4 separate regions of the Mus musculus genome follow, and all the other regions are linked to region 1. Evidence: chromatin contacts called from public Hi-C data. All regions are on one chromosome and are shown on one strand. Each heading gives the region's core, a stretch centred on a gene start, on an enhancer-like site or on the middle of the called end of the contact. The rest is flanking DNA. Distances are from core to core; before and after follow the strand shown.

The links. Hi-C and Micro-C count contacts between places; a contact is called where the count stands out from the background.
Region 2: a contact with region 1 is called in a Hi-C map of bone marrow-derived macrophages, with 29 read pairs. The contact joins two enhancer-like sites. A contact is called at or near these places in 1 of 15 datasets of contacts at CTCF or cohesin (the NIH/3T3 cell line), 21 of 484 Hi-C or Micro-C datasets (the AML12 cell line, B cells, B-cell progenitors and 14 more), 5 of 115 datasets of contacts at active chromatin or transcription factors (CD8 T cells, embryonic stem cells, large pre-B cells and 1 more) and 2 of 9 other capture datasets (adipose tissue and pancreatic islet).
Region 3: a Hi-C map of bone marrow-derived macrophages shows a contact between it and region 1, with 31 read pairs. The contact joins two enhancer-like sites. A contact is called at or near these places in 1 of 15 datasets of contacts at CTCF or cohesin (large pre-B cells), 12 of 484 Hi-C or Micro-C datasets (ECoMG myeloid progenitors, the HPC-7 cell line, Sertoli cells and 7 more), 4 of 115 datasets of contacts at active chromatin or transcription factors (CD8 T cells, SST interneurons, embryonic fibroblasts and 1 more) and 4 of 9 other capture datasets (adipose tissue, liver, macrophages and 1 more).
Region 4: a Hi-C map of bone marrow-derived macrophages shows a contact between it and region 1, with 27 read pairs. The contact joins two enhancer-like sites. A contact is called at or near these places in 1 of 15 datasets of contacts at CTCF or cohesin (the NIH/3T3 cell line), 3 of 484 Hi-C or Micro-C datasets (bone marrow-derived macrophages, centroblasts and embryonic stem cells), 5 of 115 datasets of contacts at active chromatin or transcription factors (CD8 T cells, the NIH/3T3 cell line, embryonic stem cells and 1 more) and 2 of 9 other capture datasets (adipose tissue and liver).

Annotation. Positions count from the first base shown.
Region 1 is chr2:103,018,006-103,020,705 of GRCm38.p6, reverse strand. No RefSeq gene overlaps it. Among named protein-coding and RNA genes, the nearest start is that of Pdhx, 54 kb to the left of the region's middle. Within about 2 kb of position 1,420, at least 38 of the 459 cell types and tissues checked have an H3K27ac peak or open chromatin away from gene starts, as enhancers often do. A contact at or near this core is called in bone marrow-derived macrophages and fibro-adipogenic progenitors, where this site is marked.
Region 2 is chr2:102,723,577-102,726,600 of GRCm38.p6, reverse strand. All of the region lies in intron 1 of Slc1a2 (solute carrier family 1 (glial high affinity glutamate transporter), member 2), which reads right to left. Among named protein-coding and RNA genes, the nearest start is that of Gm13872, 22 kb to the left of the region's middle. Within about 2 kb of position 1,325, at least 21 of the 459 cell types and tissues checked have an H3K27ac peak or open chromatin away from gene starts, as enhancers often do. A contact at or near this core is called in bone marrow-derived macrophages, where this site is marked.
Region 3 is chr2:102,700,345-102,703,372 of GRCm38.p6, reverse strand. The region is part of intron 1 of Slc1a2 (solute carrier family 1 (glial high affinity glutamate transporter), member 2); the gene reads right to left. Among named protein-coding and RNA genes, the nearest start is that of Slc1a2, 43 kb to the right of the region's middle. Within about 2 kb of position 1,687, at least 18 of the 459 cell types and tissues checked have an H3K27ac peak or open chromatin away from gene starts, as enhancers often do. A contact at or near this core is called in bone marrow-derived macrophages, where this site is marked.
Region 4 is chr2:102,759,044-102,761,743 of GRCm38.p6, reverse strand. It overlaps Slc1a2 (solute carrier family 1 (glial high affinity glutamate transporter), member 2), which reads right to left. Exons shown (of 11, transcript NM_001077514.4): 8 at 535-729. Among named protein-coding and RNA genes, the nearest start is that of Gm13872, 14 kb to the right of the region's middle. Within about 2 kb of position 1,368, at least 50 of the 459 cell types and tissues checked have an H3K27ac peak or open chromatin away from gene starts, as enhancers often do. A contact at or near this core is called in bone marrow-derived macrophages and fibro-adipogenic progenitors, where this site is marked.

The sequences.
Region 1 (2,700 bases), core at 171-2,670:
GACTCCATGGTACAAGTTGTATTGAGTATGACATGATGAACTATAGCCCTAACAAAGGAGCCTTCAGAAATAATTAGTGCCCCAGTATATCTCTTGTTAAGAAAAATATTTAATTCAGTTATTCGGTTTTAACAAGCCATTTTAAAATGGACTCTTCAAACTTTTGTCAGATTAACTTAAAATTATTACCAAGCACCGTTTTCAAAATAGCTTTTACACTTGCACTACTTTCAAGTTCAGTGTGGCTGAAATGTTTTTAATACTGTGTGAGTGTGTGTTGTGTGGATGTGGATATAGACACATGTTCCCAGGTGTGTAAGGCAGAAAACAACCTTGGATTCTTGCTTTCCACCTTGTTTGATGTATGATCTCTTGCTCACTGCTGTGTACACCAGGCTAGCTCCTGGTAATTGTCTTGTCTCTGCCTCCATCTGCCTGTAAGAACAGGTAGGGTCATGGTGTCTGTCTTTCAGGGTGTTAGGTTTGCATGACGAGTGCTTTTACCCACTGAACCCTCTCCTCAGCCCCCTTTTCTAATTTTGACATCTGAGGACTTGAACATGAGACAGCCATAAGTAGCTCTTTGCTTGCGCTCTGTCTTCTGTGGGCCGGTATCACTAGCAATAATGCCTCCATTTCCTGTAGCTACAAAGGAGGTTGGTCCCCATCCAGCTTGGACAGAGGCACTGTTTATCTGAAGCCATTTATTTCAGTTCGTGGGCAACACAAACCTAGTTGCCTCCCTCTCATGGTTTCTGTGATAGTTAATAAGCAGTGTAGAAGCTTTCCCCGTTTGATCAAAAATAATTCCTCTAGCATCTCTAGCAATTAGATTCCTGTAAGCAAATTGTCATTTATGGAAATAATCCTATTGCAGCATGAGGTCAAGGAATGATCTTGATTTGAAGGAGTGTGGATACATGGTGTGAGCCATGTGTGCATCAGCAAGACTGTCCACCACCACACTCTGTTTATAACAGGCAAATATACTGAGACAAGGAAAACAACCTAAGCATGAATTATGAGGGAAAAGCATCATTCATCTTAGTGTTTAACCATTAGTCATGGAAGTATTAATGAACAGTTACCTCTGTTAGTCAGAATGGGCTGGTTTCTTTAACTACACTTCCTACTTAGTAGCTAAAAATGAGTTTGTCCACTATTTTCTGTCACATTAAAAATGTCTGGGTGCTGCTGACCAGACTTGAATGAAACATTGCCAAGTAATTTATAAATACTGTTAAGAGTGTTCACATAATATCGAATGGAACTTTTTCTTTTTCTTTTGTTTTTTACTTATTTGCACTCTGAACCTACCTTTACCAGTAATTGTTTAAGCAAAACATAAGTTCTGGAAAAGAAGCCTTGTTTCCCTACTTTGAAAGGTAGGTGGTGCTATGAGTTAATATATTGTCATCCAAATAGAGAAACTGCATGGCTTTCGGTCTCAGCTTTCAAAGACATTCTGTTCTCATGACAAGGTTGTGTCATGATGGACGCGGGCTCCCTTCGCAAAGTGAAGAAATGAACTTATGCAGATTAAAAATTACACTTGAAACAAGTGCTATGAATGGGAAGCACTGGATTTTTAGAAGGGAGTAACAATACAGAAAGACTTTAAAATTAATCTGGCCATGATTCCAAGTGGGTTACAACAAAGGATGTGGGGCAGCAGGAAACAGCTGCAGGGTTTATACTAACTGAAGTATGACTGACTCTGGATCGCCATTACCTCAGGGCTTTTAATGAAGAAGGACAAGGAAGTGTGTCCTCCATGCCAGGCTGCTGTATGTGTGTTGTGAATGCAAGGTAGGCGTGTGCTTTCGAGACAGCGCCATAAGATGAGTGGAATTCCCTCCAGGACAGTTTCTGGAGGCTCACTATTGCCACTTGAAGAGGAGTGAGGTGCTTATATGTGATACAGCAAGTAGCATGGTTTCAGGACACATCTAAACTTGTAAATAAAAGAGTGATCGTCTCATAAAGACATTTTGAATAGTTCTGCATGGTTATTTGCCTTTCTGGCATCTGCATTGGTTTTGGAAGGAGGCAATTGGAACAAAGTAGTTTATCTTCTAAGTTATAGAACAATGAGGAGCCTCTTTAATTAAAAATAGTTTAGATAAACATATTTGGTGCCCACAGAGGCCAGAAAAGGCCATTGGATTGCCTGGAACTGGAGTTTCGGGCACTTGTGAGCAGCCATGTGAGTGCTGAGAACTGATCTTGGGACCTTTGCAAGAGCAGCTAACCACTGAACCATTTCTTAAGCACCCTTAATTGAAATTTGCTAAAGTCGTTTGCAGATGAACTTTGGAAAGTTACTGTTAGTTTGTGTCTTTGATCATATAGTTTATTTTCACAAATTAGAAGTCACTTCCCTGATTTTCCAACTCTGAGCCACCTTTTTCTTTCTGAGAAAGTGAGTATTGTCAATGCTCCTTGATTTAAACTATACCACCAAGGACATAAGTTTAAGGGAAATATAGGTTTCTGTTAAAAGTTGAGAGAACATTAGGACGATCAGTCAAGATTTTCTCATCTAAATGTATTTAAATTTTTTTCTTTATGAGATTCATAGTTATTCTTGTCACAGACAAGTAGATCTTTAAAGATTTGTCTGTTGTGGCCAAATGAGATACACATTAGTCAAGCCTTTATAAAGCATAAACTGGACACAAGGTTAAGTTTTTATGTGTA
Region 2 (3,024 bases), core at 76-2,575, 290 kb after region 1:
CAGAATTATGACACGCAAACAAAGATCACATCTGTCTTTGTTGGATCCTCTATAATATGGCATGCACAGTGGCAGCCATTTATTGGGTATTGAGTAAAACTGGAAGATTGAATTAAACATTAGGACAAAATGCAGTAATGGGGTTAGATGAGGTCTACAGTGTTTCCTGAAAAAGACCTCTGGACTCACATACAGAGAGGGGCTTTGAGTGAAGACAGAAATGTCAGGCTTTTTGTGTCCTGCACAGTCTTGCCTTCTTCCTCCACCCACGATCTCCCAGTTTTTCTGAGGCTACGTTCAGCGTACACTGAGCCTTTTGTACCTTACTTGAGACCAGACCCAACTCTGCAGTTCATTAGTAAGAGACAGATACTGTACTTTATGGAGAGAAAGAGAAGAGGTTTACATCATAACCTACCCAGAAAAATTATGTGGTACATTTTTGTTTAAAGAACTTTTGTTCTTCCCTTAGTCCAAGATGCTAACAAATCATAACTCTCTATCTGGAAGAGGTAAGGGCACCGTGCTGGCCACTGCATCATTAACATTTACTCCTGAGTACCCAGGTTAAAGGCCTTTCTTTCCAAGAGTCTCTGAAGAAAGCTTTGTTCCTGCTCAACTTACAAACCCTTCAATTTGAAGTTTGGCAAGGTTTTGTCTTGAATCAGTGGCTTACCTGGTTGGCTCAAGGCTGTTGCTTTTATGTTTGAACTAACCACACATAAAGGCAGATTGGTTTCATTTCAAAATCCATATTTTACATCTCTTAAAATATGAAAAACATAACCATTAAGTAATTCACCTCTGAGTGGTAGCTGTCAGTTAGAAATGAGAAAAAAAAAAACTTTCAACAAGACTCCACTACAACAGTCTCCACCAGTCTCTATTGCCTTCCTGATAAAAACACCAAGTATCAATTAACATTCTTCATCAAGAACTCTGTGATGCTTTTCTAGTGGAATATAAATTTTCTCTTGCCTGGCTCCTCTAAAATTGGATTCCCTCTCTGTACAGATGAAACCATCCTCAAACGTAAGCATCGGGTAGTTTAACAGTGAATCTCTTTTATTTTACCAAGGATGTCACATAATTTATAACTCTGAGTAGATTCCCTAGGGACAAATGTGAAAACAATATTGATCTCACTTCTGAGGCAATGCAGAAAGAAAGACCAACATGTGACTGGCAAGTTATAGGGGCTGGAGGGGCCTTCGTGTTCTTCTCTGCTGTCTCCTTATTATCAATGGTCTAAAAGTAGATCTCTCAAGAGTAATGACTCAGTGTGTGCTCAGACACCCAGCTATGACTTCAGCCTTTTCTTTACAAGTCTACCGTGGGGGTAGGTGCTATAGACTGTGTGCTGTGCTCACAGCCTATAAGAGCTGGCTTGACAGCAGGGCTTTACAGCATCTTTTACGGGAGATGTTTTGTACACTGTGAGGAATGCCTTTAGTCAGTGTTTGGACAATGTTGACTAACTTGCTTGTTGTCAAGTAGCTGAGAAAGGGTAGGCCTGGGAATCACAGCTCTTGTCTGTCTCCATCAAAGCCCGGTTCTCTTCACTGTGCATGGTGACTAGAAGAGCCTAGATCTTTAAGATGAGAATAATGTCCACATGTGTTGTTTCCTTAATGGGTCACAGAACTGATCTCAATTATCCGTGTGTGTGTGTGTGTGTGTGTGTGTGTGTGTGTGTGTGTGTGTGTGCTTGCAAGCGTGTGTGTAAATAAGGATTGCTTTGTTTTATCTTACTGCTCTCAAGCAAACTTCTCATTCTCCAGCCTTACTAAGACACCCGTGTCAAGCTCACAGCTGCTGATTCACCCACAAAACTCACTTATGAAAAGCAAGACAACTTCCTCCTAACATGACAGCCACTTGGGTGGCATCAGGGCATGTGCTTGAGACCTAGGGATGGCAATGGTGTTTGCATAAGCAGGGGTAATAGGATGAAGTCACCAGGATTGGCCCACCAAGGCCACTCTAACCTGTCATCACCCCTTACCTTAGGTTCTCCGAAGATCTTCATCCCAAGCTTGACATTAATTCACTCTGGCTAAGAGTAATGTTCAGACCAGTTTGAAAGTACTGTTTTCCTCTGAGTGGTCAAGATACTAGGTTTTGGAGAAAGAATGACAATTTTCCATAACTTAGTCCCAGTACTCTATGGCCATGCAAAGCAAAAGAGCATCTGGGCCCTTCAGCCCTTCCCCAAAGAAGATGCTGATGAAATATTTCTTGACACTCTCAGCACAACTCTCTCTGAAGGAGACCCAGATAGATTCGGTCAGTAAACCGTGATCTTTTATTTAAACCTATTTTAACATAAGATACATAAACATGTAAAAATATACAAATTACCATGTGACACTTGAATACCTAAACATACTGTGAAATGTATAGATTGAATTAAACATACATATCTCCTCAAGTATTTGTCGTTTCTTTTGGAGGGAAAGCATTAAAAAGAATCCTACAGCTTTTTAAAATGTATTGCACATGATTATTTTTCTCTCTTGAGTAGTTGTTCTTAGTTGTTAGGGATTAGTTCTAATGTTTTGTCTTAATACAGATAATCACATGGGAATCTACACGGCCAGACGCTGAGGATCCCTGTCCCCAATTGATTTTTGATTGGTCAATAAAGTCACTAAGAGCCAATGGCTAGACAGGGAGACAGGAGTAGGACTTTTAGGATTCCCAGACAAGGGATGAGGGGAAGAAGAAGGAGCAGAATTGCCATGATGGGGAAGCAGAGAGATTGGATTTAAGAGCTGCAGGAGAGAAAGCATCCAGCCACATAAAGGTCAGGGAAGCAGACCCAGGGGCCACTTTGGTCTGGGGTAGCAGAGAGGAAATATATATTTAGCAAATATTATCAGGAGTATTGGAGGGGAGTGCATTAGCCACTTGAAGGTTCAGGAGTGGCCCAGTTATTGAGCTAGTTAAAGCTTATCAAAGTATAAAGGGTGTGTGTGTGTGTGTGTGTGTGTGTGTGTGTGTGTGTGTGTGTGTTTTCATTTG
Region 3 (3,028 bases), core at 438-2,937, 320 kb after region 1:
TTTATAGGAACTTCTTACAATGCACAGAAAGAAAGTGACTTGCTGCCAACATGCTTTTTTGGTAGGGTTTCAAGCCAGGGTTGGAGCTAAAGTAGGGAGAAAACCTGCATACTGTTGAACAAATGCCCCCACCTGTCATTTTCTTATCCCTTCTCATCACAAGCTACACAAAGGCCCATGCTCATCTGGAAAATGCCCCATCGCCTTCAAGATCTACAGATGTTATTATCTCTAGAGTCTCCCCTGGACATCCCGCCCTTAAGATAGCTGATATTCCCATTCTCAAAGAATTTCTGTTTCACTGTGAAGTTATCTGAACAGACTCGAGCACCTCTGGGTGGCTACCACTGTAGCTCCTATATCAATTGTCTTGTTTCTCCTATTAAGCCATGACATCTTTCAGCAGGCAACTCCTTGAGAAATAGCAGTGTGCAGCACTGGTTTGTTAGAGGGTAAATTTTCCACCTAGGGGCAATTGGCAATATCTGATCATTTTAGTCATTGTAGAAGGAAGGATTCAGAAGTAGCTTTGTGCAGGTGAGGGAGGGATCCTGCAAAGCATAGATGAACCCCACCCCTGTATCTACATGTCCACTTTCTACCACTAAAGATTTCCCAGCATTTAATACCTCAGAGTTCATACTTCCTGCAGAAACTGTGCCTTCATTTTCAATGTTTTCTATTTCTTCATAGAAAGACAGCACACATCCCCAAAACATGTGTTGCCAATGAAATGTCCACAATCTCATGCCCTCATATCTCATGCCATATCACTCCAGTGACATCAGGCAAGCAGCCACCTGCTAGTGTCTCTGACTTTACCTACAGCCCATCAGAAATGAGAAGGTCAGTCTGCCTGTGTTCACACAGCCTGGAGCTCTGGGGAGCTGACCTCTACGAAGCAGCGATGATCAACAAGCTTAAAAGGGTCAACACATTAGCCTGGGGTGGTCTGGAGCTCCATGACCCATCTGCCCCAGCTACTGATCCTTCCTTGGCTCACTTTCCACTTCGATACTAGCATTTCCTGCAAATGATATAAATGAACTCAGACTCTTGTCTTAGAACCTTCCCCTGAGAACTTGAATAAGTACAGAGTAGAAGTCACACCTGTCACCTTCCAAGCAGAAGCATGAAGAGCTTTCCCATGGTCCTGTCATCGCTCTTTGTCCCTTTGCTATAAGATGCACCTTTGCTTCTTGGTATGGAGCTCATACTGAGAAAACTCAGTCAAACCCTGAAGTCCACGCTTTAGTTGTTGGGAGCCTCTGAAATTAAGGACTGTTTGCTCCTGAAGCACGGCCTGGTGAAAGCTGACTGAACTGATTCGGGACTTCTTCCTCTTCCAGAACGTTTCTAGCTGACTGTTACAGTAGACCTGGGCTGCTTACCTTCCTAGTGATACTCTTTCCAGGGAAAATTGCACCACACAATCATGTTACATACTGGAGCTTGGAGACAATCATCTCTGCCTTTCCCTTTGTGGAGTCTCTCTGCAATTCATGGTGTTCCGTCTAATGGTGGTACATTGGGGAAATGTCTGCAAACTTTGAGTTACTGAGTTCTACCATGACTCAGTTCATACTTCAGGGATTGCCACAGAGTCCAGTTGCTGCTATGGGAAGAGACTCACCATGCTGGGGGTAGGGTGGGAAGTAGCAAAAGAAGCCACCCAGAAGCTGCCCTGAGCATAGCCATTATGGGGAAGGCCCTGCTTCCTCACAGTTCTGATGCACGCTCTGACCCCAGAGCCTATCCTGCATGACTCACTTTTTATGGTTCAATGAAGACAGAAATGAATGTCTTTCTCATCCTCCCATTTTAGCCATCAGCTCTCAGAACAAGCTTGGTTAACACCCATAGTTTCGGTGCAAAGATTAGTGTTATCCAGCCCACAAAAGGCTTGCTTCACTTCTTAACAAACTAGAAGCGAGAATGGCATTCTTCTCTCCCCAGTGACCTTGGCATGTGTTGAGTGTGAACCATGGGTTGTATATGAACCGAAAACCTGCAAAAGGCCACCATTCACTCAGCAATCAACCTTCCTTTCCCCAACTTTTGTTAGCTTTGAAATGTCTCAGTGACACCTTGTTCTTGTTTCCTCTAAAGGGGTTAGCACAAACTGCATTTGAAGAGAAATATTTGCATGGCCTATATCATGAAAAGCCAGCATCTCCTCAGCATGACAATAAAGATAGCATGAAATGGCTTTATAAAGACTGGCTAGATGTTATTACTTCCTGGAGTCTCTGACACCTGCTCTCTCTGTTTAAAAGGGGAGGCTGAAACAGACTGGGACAGTACAAGGACAAGACAGCCTGTTAGCAGGATTTAATCTTTGCCATGATCAGAAAGATCAAGAGGAACAGAAAGCAAGGGTTCTCAGCATGTTGTAAGTCTTTAAAGTTCCTCACTAGGACACCCAGCCTTCTTGTGATCTTCTGGCATCATCTGCCACTCACCAGGGCCATTTCCCACTCATGATGGTAATATCACTTCCCTGGGTCCTTATGCAAGTATGGCTGAGTTAGCGACAGCACCAGCTGTACAGCCTTCCTCTGCAGAACATTGCCCTGTTCTCCTACCTCCACCTGTGTGACACTGGCAAAGCTACTAAACCTCTCTGAGTGCTTCCCTCAGCTGCAAAGTAGGAAGAACGGTGGTCCCTGGTTACAATGTGAAGGCCTTCAGAAAATCCTTGTTCAATAATGTTCAGTCAGTCATGCCTGCCATTACTATTTACTATCATCAAGTACATGTTTTTGTTTGTATATGTGTTTCCAATCATGCATGTGCACACACGCACTCATGCCTACGGGGAGCCAGAAATCAATGTGTCTTCTATTACTCTCCACCTCATTTTTTTTGAGCCAGGGGCTCTCCCTGAACATGAAGCTTGCTGATTTGCTAGACTAGCTGACTGGTGAGCCTCAGGGATCCTTCTGCCTCCACCTGACTAGCACCGGGATTCCAAGGGTTCAGTGCCTTACTAGGGCTTTTTTTGTGAGTGCTGAAACTCCAGACTCGG
Region 4 (2,700 bases), core at 119-2,618, 260 kb after region 1:
TTGGCATGTCTAGGTGTTTATACAGTACATGTATAGGGACCAGAGGACAACTTAAGAGGTAGTTGTCTTTTTCCATTATGTAGGGCCTCAGGGTTAACGTCTGGTGGCAAGCACCTTTCATCCACTGAACTCTCTCACCTACAATATTTTAATAACAGACTAATTGGGCCCAGAATAAGTAAAAGTCACCACAGCTACAGCCATGCCATGCCAGCTCATGAGTAGCCTTGGATAAACCACAATACTTCCAACCTTGTGTGTTGGATAAGCATAGAAATAACTGTACGGCCAAATTTATAGGACTGTTAACAGTCAAACGGGATCTGGGCGCCAGTGGGCATGTGCAATACATACAGATGGGACAGACTCCCTTTCCTTCCTGCTACAACCTCCTCCCTTTGAAGTCTGTCAGTAATTCCTTCACTGTGTTCTCACTAGAGCTGAAACTCAAGGAGCTTCTGTCAAGTGAGGGTGGTATGGAGTGGGACTGGGGGAGCCGGATGTCTCTGTGTCCTCTGCATGCACGTCACTCACCTTACAGTCACAATCTGACCTCCATCCAAGATGACCCCATTCATTTGGGCTATGAAGATGGCTGCCACAGCCTCGTAAAGGGCTGTGCCATCCATGTTAATGGTTGCTCCGACTGGGAGGACGAATCTGGTCACACGCTTGTCAATCCCTAGATTATCTTCCAAGCAACGGAAGGTAACAGGCAAAGTTCCAGCACTAGGGGCGAGAGAAGAGGAGAGAGAGAGAGAGAGAGAGAGAGAGAGAGAGAGAGAGAGAGAGAGTTAGTTTTAGAGGCAGGACAAAGAACTAACCAGAATGACACAGCAAAAAAAAAATTAGCAGTAACTAGGAACAATTCTAATTTAGCTGCTGATAGGCAACACAATATTTAGTTGGTTCAGGATTCTCAGAGCTACTCAGTGCCTGCCAAGTCCTCTGTCCTTCAGTCCCTGTTTCCATCTTAGGGTAAATCTTGAAGCACTTCTGATTGTGCACATGAATTGGGCTGAGAAAAAATTATGTCAGCTGTCAACAGCAAAACATAATGAGGAACTTTTGAATGACCCATAGTTCCATGCCAGAAATGCTATTCCAACAAAATGACTGCATGGACCGCATCCAGCCCCTGGGACTCATCTTGAGTTGGGCTCACTAACTGGGAGAATGCTGGACAAACATGTTGGACACTCTTTAGCATGAACACAAGCTTTGAACAGTCCACTGGGGAGCCTGACATACAGTCAAACTCCCAGACACATGGCCACCAGCCAACCCCCAAGTCTCTGCCATGACAGGGCAGGAAATCATGTGATCTGTAGCTAAAGGTGGTGTGGAGTGACTTCACTCTCAGGCGTCCCAGGCATCAGATGGTGATCCACCCACATGGCCCGCCCTTAGAGGCTGGAACATTTGACATGTTCCTACATCTAAAATAGGACACCTAAGAGAACAAGGCTTCCTCATGTCCAGACCATTGCATCCTTTTAGACAATAGTGCAGAAGAGATTAGAGTTTAAAGAATGTTTAAATCAAGCAAAGGAACCAAACAGCACTGGTTGCTTTATAGTTTGTCTTGCTTTCATTATTTTTATCCAGTTCAGACAGCATTTGGAGGTATTTTCAAGCCCTGGTCATAGTTACTCCCTCACACTAGTTATACATGGGGTGTCAACAAGACTGGTCACATTCTGAAGGGTCTCAGTTTCTCAGAGTGGGAGAAAAAGATGAGCTTAGAACTGTGCTGATTCCAAGGCCTACTCAGGACCAATAAATCTGGAAGCTAAAAAATAAGAGACACCCAAGTCCACATCTTAAACTGACCAAGGAGTCAACTTACCAGACAGAAAGAACATCTTTTGTGATTACAGTCAGGGCTCTGTAATACCTACTGTTGGTCTTATGGTAGGAGAAGTCAATTGAATAGGTGGTATGTGTGTTGGGTTGGGGGGGGGGTTGTTTACAAAAGCCTTATTAACCCAAGTAAAAAGTGAGGATTTGTTCTCATTTGCATGCAGGAGATACCGTGGTTCTGGCTTGCTGCCTCCGCTGTTTCTATTAGAAACCGGTGTCCTTGTGTTCCCCTCAATTCCTCTCCCCACTTCCTGGGACTGTTTCAGAGGGTTTCCTAGATACCACAACTGATCTAAGATGGTTACCTAGTCAATGTTGGTGGCTGGGATCCTCAAGCATATTGTTCAACGCTTACTCCCTGGATCACTAAAATGTATTAATTTTTCTTGTTGCGTCTACTTTTCCAAAATATCATCAAAGGGTCTTTGGCCACAGAGACTGGAGAAATGATTTGTGAAGCATGGAGACAGTCCCCATTCTTCTACTGAGCGGGTTTTATGGTTATGTCCTCCAAATCCACATAGACTCAACTGGCCCAGACTAGTCCTTGAGCACATTAGGGCTTTCCTGTGCTGACAGGATGACACTCTGGCATTGCTTTTTGGCTCCCATCTGAGAGGCCCAATGATGTTGCTAATAATAATGTCCAATATTGAGATTCTTCCTATGACATGATACACCCCCCAGCATGCTCTGAAGCCAGAAATTTGGAACACACTCCTCTCTGATGCCTGTCTCCATATTCATCAAAGAGCCAGTCAGTCACCCTCAGTGTTGCTATTGTTATGACGGCCCTGTTTGGAACCTTTGTGATGTAAAGTTTAAGTGGATACCGGC